Linked DNA regions of Mus musculus: region 1 is linked to region 2. The links are chromatin contacts, called in public HiChIP or PLAC-seq maps. All regions are on one chromosome and are shown on one strand. Each heading gives the region's core, a stretch centred on a gene start, on an enhancer-like site or on the middle of the called end of the contact. The rest is flanking DNA. Distances are from core to core; before and after follow the strand shown.

Region 1 (3,723 bases), core at 178-2,677, 340 kb after region 2:
TTCACAAAGACCAACCCAAGCTTGGAAATATGCTATAGTTGGACATGGTGTTACACCCATGCATCTCAGCACCCAGGAGGCTGAGTTTGTGAGTTTGAGTCCAGCCTGAGTAATATAGCATGACAATGTGATGAGAGAGAGAGAGAGAGAGAGAGAGAGAGAGAGAGAGAGACAGAGACAGAGACAGAGACACAGAGAGAGACACAGAAAGAGACAGAGAGACAGAGAGACAGAGAGACAGAGAGAGAGACAGAGAGAGAGAGAGACACAGAGAGAGACACAGAGAGAGATTGAAGGCAAGGAGTGGTCAGCTTAAGCCAAATTATGGGAGAGTAAACCACTTAATGCAAAGTTCCTCTGGGTAAGGAATTTAACAGAAGGCTCCTCTAGTGCCCACTATCCACTCACCACCCCCTCCCCTGCCAGGATCATGTCCTTACTTCCTCACACTGCAAAAAGAAAAGGAGGCACATGAAATGTCAGGGCTGAGAGCACTTTGAGAAACCCTATTCTAAAACTTACATATCCTCTTCATCATAAGACAGCCATGTCTCTGGCTTATCTAAACCAAGCATAATTCCAGCATTTTTATAAACATTTTTCTACAATAAATATTATCTACTCTTCCAGAACCTACGTACTCTAAGACATGTGGCCATGCATAGTGTTGACCATAATAGAAAACCTTTTTGGTGTTATCAAGCTGAGCTCAACTTCTGACAGGGAAATCAAAATACCATTACTTCTGGCATTTATACATTTATATAAGTGGATTGAAAAATAGTTAGAATTCATTTAGCTATGACTACCCTTTTGTGTCAGAGGTGACTATCCACTCAACAATGCCAGGCTTGCCTTGCACAGTGCCACTGTGGCTGAGAAGTGTCTCTACAGAGAAATACCCCAAAGCCGTACAGTTGGGTGCCTGATCATGGGAATGATATACCCAATAGAATGTAAAGTAAACAAAATTGTCTTGAGCCACTTCTAAGCCAAGTGTCTTTATTCCTGACAGGTCCTGGAGACAATCTTTAGGGAGAGGTGGCAGTATTGCACAGAAGCACCTTCAGTCTGGAACACACGAGTTGGACTGTCATGAGGGAGAAAAGCAATTCTGTCATTTGTGGGCACTCTGCACAGCAACCTAGGTGTCGGCGAGCTTTCCCTGTCTCTCAAAATAATACAGCTTTGAAGAAAATATGATGGAACAGCATTCCAGAAAAGAACAGGCTGATCTTTAGAAAGTCTTGAAGAAGACTGGTAGCAGATCTCTCTGAGAAGATGTGCTGGTTGACAGTTGTGCTAAGTCTGCTGTGTTAAGACCTCAGAAAGGGCTTTTCAAAAGGCGAGGGCATCAAGCTCACACTTCCTGAAGCAGGAAGAAATTCAGCACACCTGTGGACAACAACTACTTGATAAAAGTGTGCAAAACAAACAAGGTGGAACACTCTGAGCTGAGAACAGAGAAAGGTCACAGAGACTCTGTGGTGAGGAGCTGGGGTGCTACTACAGCTAAGACAGGGAGCCACTGGTATCTTAAGATGGGTAAAGATGAAGAATGGAGATCCCTAGTTTAGACAGAACACTGTTGTGTGGGAAACGGCTTACCCTATGGCAGAGCTGAAATGGAGTTTACTCTGAGAACAAAATCTTTTCATGCCTCTGTTTTCCTTAGCCCAGTTCTGAGCCCGCTGTTCTGGCTCATGCTTTCCTAGCCTTGGGTAATATTTTCTGTTCCTCCTTTCTTCCCCTCCCAGAACTTACATCTATTTTAGTTTGACTAGAATGCATTTCCTCCAATGGCTTTTTAAAATTTATTTTATTTCCCCACTCTCTATCTCTCCCTCCTCCCTTTTTTCTACCCTTCTTCATCCATTTAATCCCCCCCCACCCACAGTATCTCTTACTTCCAGGCCTTCACACACAGTATTTTCCTCTGTCTTGGTCTTGTATAGTCCCATTTGTTACTCCAGTTTCAGCTTAGCTAGCAATTCATGTTAAAAGCTTTCGTCTCTTTCATAAGAACGAGTAGGACATTCTATTCAATGTATCCAGAGGCTGTAGAGCACTGAGGCTTATTGTGTTATGATTTTCTATCTATTAGAATGTAAACTGCACATCAGCAATTCATTCCTATAGAGTCCACCACATATACAGACATTTAATAAATAGTAATTGGATGAATACAGACCAATACTGAGTCAAAAGGACTTTCTTAAGGTTACAAAAGGACCCATCACCTGGAGGGCAAGAAGAAATGCATTTGAAATGGGATAAGAATGAATGGAGGAGGTTGCTAAAATGGTCTCATGTCATGTGCTCCAACCTCACTGGTTGCTGGTAGACAAGCATATCTAACTTATTTCAGCGGAATGTTGGACTCACCATTGCTTCAAAGAGGAACCCGCTTCATAAACTGGAGAGAAGTACATAAGTATTAAGTGATCTTTTAATCATCCAGCAACATAATATTGCTATTATTATAGACACTTGTGATGGACTCATTTTTCTGTCTGATAGGGGAAAACAGCTTGGGAATTTTCTTAAATATGCAGACATTCTTGTCTGGCAAATGTTTGGTGATAAAGGTCACTGTGAACTTATCGAGAAGCTCTGCGGGACAGAAGCAGCGTTTATTTATGTGTATTTATGTGCTTATTTACTGATGGCTTTGCTGAGGAAAGCTATATTGTCAAGTGCTCTAATTAAGAAATAATAATGTAATTGATTTTTTATGGATTATCTTCAATTGAGTCCCTTCACAACAGCAAACTCTCATTGACTACCCGGGATAATTGATGGCTTCTCGGCACAATGCCCTTGGCTGATTGCAGAGCCGTTGACACAATGCACAACAACAATCATGAGTGAGCTTGGTACTCACAGTGGTGACCCCTAGAAAGGCAGGAAGCTGAAGTGGGAAGGATGCTATCATTTCAATGAGTGACACAGGTCGAGGGTTGTTTTTTTTTGTTGTTGGTTTTTTTTTTGTTTGTTTGTTTTTGTATTTTTTTTTTTAATGAGAGGGTTGAGCTAAACCAGGAGTTTAGGAAATAGTGAGAAAAATGCAACAAAACCACTTAATCACATGTGCAACTTATGTGTCATGAGACATATATTTAAAACAGGCCCAAGTGGTAACTATAGTTGAAGTGAGTATGGGAAATACAAACTTGGATTCAGATCTCTACCACTGACCTCAGAATAGCTCAAGGATTCCCTTCATAGTGTGCTCTAAGGTACATCTTCAGGTTCCAGCATGTAGAGTTAAGTAGTATGTTGGCAAGGACCACCAATCTCAACTTGGAGTAATGTGCTTCAAAACATATCCTACTATGGTCAATTCTGAGTATCAAACTTTGGTGAAATTTGAGGCATCTTCTGTTTATTAATTTGCTTATTGCAGTGTATGTGTGTGTGTGTGTTCTGTTATCTGTGTGTATGTGCCTATTTAAACATATGTATGGTTTGACTCACAATCTCACAGAACTCTTGAGTTTTCTTGTTTTAGCAGGTGTTATGGAGTTTTCATTGGCCTGATTTACCCAGGAGGGCTGTTGATAACACTGGTTACTGGCTGGCCACTCACATTGACTCATGTGGCAATTAGGAAGATTATCCAAGATCACACCATGTCTTCATGATGCCTGCACTCATACTTTTTAACCTCATGGTTGATTTATCCTCATCTCCAAAATAAAAAGACCCAGCTATACTACTTAT
Region 2 (3,498 bases), core at 444-2,943:
TATCTATGTACCTCATGGCCACATTTCTCTCCATTACTTACTAGACAGATAGATAACATAACCATTTATTTTGTTCGGTTAATCTCACTCCTGGTTAGCTTCAACACGGGGCTCATCTCTTAGACTGTGCTACTGGTGACCTGACACACCCTTTCTTCCATTCTCCAAAATCTTTCTAGCTTTTAAACCAGGGTTCCAGTCCGATTCTCCTGTGGAGGAACCTTAATGGCATCTCACTTCTGTCTTATTATCCCGTATCATGGTATATAAGCAGACAGACAGCCATTCTCCCCCCTTACATCCGAATCACTGGATCTGAACTCCCCTATTAAGTACTAAATTATATTCTACACCAAGAGTTGGGAAACTATGAAAGCCAAACAAATCCTGGCCCACTGCCTGTTTTTGTATGGCCTGCAAGCTAAGAATAATGCTTACACTTTTAAATGACTGGAAAAGATCAGAAGAAGAGTAATATTTATGGTATGCTTCAATTATATAAAATTCAGATTTTAGTGACCCCCCTCATTGTCCAATAAAGTTTAATTGAAACGCAACCACACCATTCATTTATGAACTGCCTGTAGCCGTGGCGCTACAACAAAGCTGATAGCGACAACACAGAATATATGGCTCACAGTAACTAAAATATTTACTATCTGGCCCTGCACAGATGAAATTTGCCAATCTGAATCTTTGTTCTGCACTCTCTGCCGACTCTATCATGCACATGAATCCTGCCTCTCAAATTCACTTGAAATCTACTTGAAGCCAGGAACATTGTCATATGCTTCTTTTGTCTCTCTGGCACCTGACTCCATGTAGGACAGTTATGAATTATTTCTTCAGCAAATTTTGACATGTCAAGTACAGGATTTTAAGAAATGAATCTGACTTCATAGTGCAGAATGAGTTAGAAAGAAGTATAATAGCAGCTTACGTGCACTAATTTAGGCTTTGGGGGATGGGGCGTTATAAGGCCTGACTACGTGCAGTTGAGATAGAGTGGTAGAACCAGGAACCGGGAAAGAGATCCAGTTAGGTGACTCAAGACAGAAGGGAGAAGATAGGAGATTTTAATCTGGCAGGTGAAACTCTGGTATTCCGAGGACTTAGCCTCACCCAATCCAGAAAGAAGCAGATAACTGAGACCAACAAGCCCCTAGGGACAAAGTAGGGTTGGGCAGAGTCATCAGCCATCTGGACGCCCACAAGGCAAGCAATTAAGCCCCAGTGACCAGAGGAGTCAGCCATCTGCAATTAGGACATAGGCCTTAGTCAATCTGGGGCTTCAGGGAAGAGTTAAGAGAATCAAACTGTCAGTGAACTGGTCTTCTGAAAACCAGAACCAACCAGCTGTTGAACTTTGAGCTCAACTCAGCATAGAGACACTGATGTGCCACATCCTTCAGGACCAAGTTGGAGCGTAGCTACCTAGCTACTTCTGCTGAAGACCAGAGACAGCAGTGGTACACGGTCCATGTGGCAGCGCGCCTGAATCACTGGATTTAAATTGCAACATTGTTGCAGCCTTCAAAGGAGATGCTGGGCAGCCCCTCCCCATTCCCCAAACCATCAGTGCCAGGAAGGCAAAAGGTTAGCGTTAGCTGTTCAAGTAGATGAGACTTGGCAAAGCGGCCCAGAGGCTAAAAGGGTTGTCTCATACTGCAGCCAGTCAGCCCCGCCTCCTCTGACCACATCCCTTAGAGTTCACCTCTATAGGCAAAGTGCTTCTCTCACCAAGCACCCACACCCTACACGCCCATTGCCCACCGGCATGAAACTTTGTTCTAATGGTATGAAAGCAAGCTCAGTGTGTGCTCAGTTGTCATGCATGGTTCACAGTTGATCCACATGGTGGGTAATTACCCCACCTTCCCACTGCCCAGGTGTTCTCCCTTGGGACAGTAGCTACTGACATACTGGGCACATAAGAAAAGACAGGTGTGCCTGAGAGATGGCACTTTCAATCCTACTTGATTTCAATTAATTCAACATTATAAAATAATCCTGCTCGGCAAGATAGTGCATACCTTTAATCTCACCACTGGGAAGTAAGGTAGGTGGATCACTGAGTTCTAAGTCAGCCAATGCTACCGTGTCTCAAAAGCAAACAGAGCAAAACCCCTTATTCTGAGGGTGGATGGAAATCTTTTGAGCATGATTACAAAATCCTTGGCTAGAGTAAATAAATGCTAGGAAATGCACATCAAGATGGAATGGGGTATCCTAATTGAGTTATGCTGTAAGTATAAAATACATACCTTCTCTCAAAGACTGTCAAAAATTCAATATATCACAAATAATCATTGAAATGTGATATGTTGAATTTAATGGAGTAAGAGAAACAGTAATAAAATCAATTGTTTAACTTGCTTTGATACTTTTTCATTTTTATTTTATTTTTTTACTTATTCTACTTATTCACTTTACATCCCATCCACTGCTTTCTCCCTCTCTCCTTTTCCTTTGAGCAGGTGGGGTCCCCCCTGGGTGGGTATCCCTCCCACTTTAGCACTTCAAGTCTCTGCAAGGCGAGATGCTTCCTTTCCCATTGAGACCAAACACAGCAGTCCAGCTAAAAGAACATATCCCACAGACAGTCAGCAGCTTTGGGGATAGTCTCCTTTCCAGCTGTTTGGGACCTACACGAAGACCAAACAGTGCATCTGCCACATATGTGCTGGGAGGCCTAGGTCCAGCCTGTGTATGATTTTTGGTTGGTGGTTTAGTTTCTGAGAGCCCTAAGGATCCAGGTTAGTTGATTCTGTTGGTGTTCCTGTGGAGTTCCTATCCCCTTATGGGCTGTAATCCTTCCTCCTATTCTTAAAAAAAAGTAATAATTAATTAATTAATAATGATGCAGAAAAGGAAACTGCTTACTTTTTAAAAAAATAGTCTCTCTCCATATATATATATATGTGTGTGTGTGTGTGTATGTGTGTGTGTGTGTATAATCACTGGCCTGGAACTCACTAGGTATTCTAAGGCTGGCTATGAAGTCCCAGAGATCTGCAATCCTCTACCTCCTGAGTGCTATGATCAAAGGTATAAGCCACTACACCTGGCTTACTTTGTTTTTTTCATATGGCTACTGAAAGGTTCGAAGCTGCCCATTTGGCTTGCCCTGCATTTCTATCGGACAGCTCTTTCCTTTTTTTTTTTTTTTTTTGGACAGGGTTTCTCTGTGCAGTCCTGGCTGTCCTGGAACTCACTCTGTAGACCAGGCTGGCCTCGAACTCAGAAATCCACCTGCCTCTGCCTCCCAAATGCTGGGATTACAGGCACGCACCACCACTGCCCGGTGAACAGCTCTTTCCTACTGTGTCCCCAGCTCCCACTAGTGCTAACAGACTGGGTAATTCAAACTTCAGCACCTTCCTCTCCTAGCTCCTCCTCTCTCCATACTAGCTTCCCCACGGTGATATCTTTCTCAGTCCTGAGTTTTATTGTCTGTATTTTGTTTTGTGTGCTGCAACAAGATCTCCTTGTGTATCC

What was found. HiChIP or PLAC-seq counts read pairs in DNA pulled down with a chosen protein or histone mark.
Region 1: an H3K27ac HiChIP or PLAC-seq map of double positive thymocytes shows a contact between it and region 2, with 6 times the contacts expected there. The contact joins two enhancer-like sites.

What each region holds. Positions count from the first base shown.
Region 1 is chr17:52,211,719-52,215,441 of GRCm38.p6, forward strand. No RefSeq gene overlaps it. Among named protein-coding and RNA genes, the nearest start is that of Gm19585, 64 kb to the left of the region's middle. Within about 2 kb of position 1,428, at least 12 of the 459 cell types and tissues checked have an H3K27ac peak or open chromatin away from gene starts, as enhancers often do. A contact at or near this core is called in double positive thymocytes, where this site is marked.
Region 2 is chr17:51,874,963-51,878,460 of GRCm38.p6, forward strand. No RefSeq gene overlaps it. Among named protein-coding and RNA genes, the nearest start is that of Gm20098, 6.0 kb to the right of the region's middle. Within about 2 kb of position 1,694, at least 44 of the 459 cell types and tissues checked have an H3K27ac peak or open chromatin away from gene starts, as enhancers often do. A contact at or near this core is called in double positive thymocytes, where this site is marked.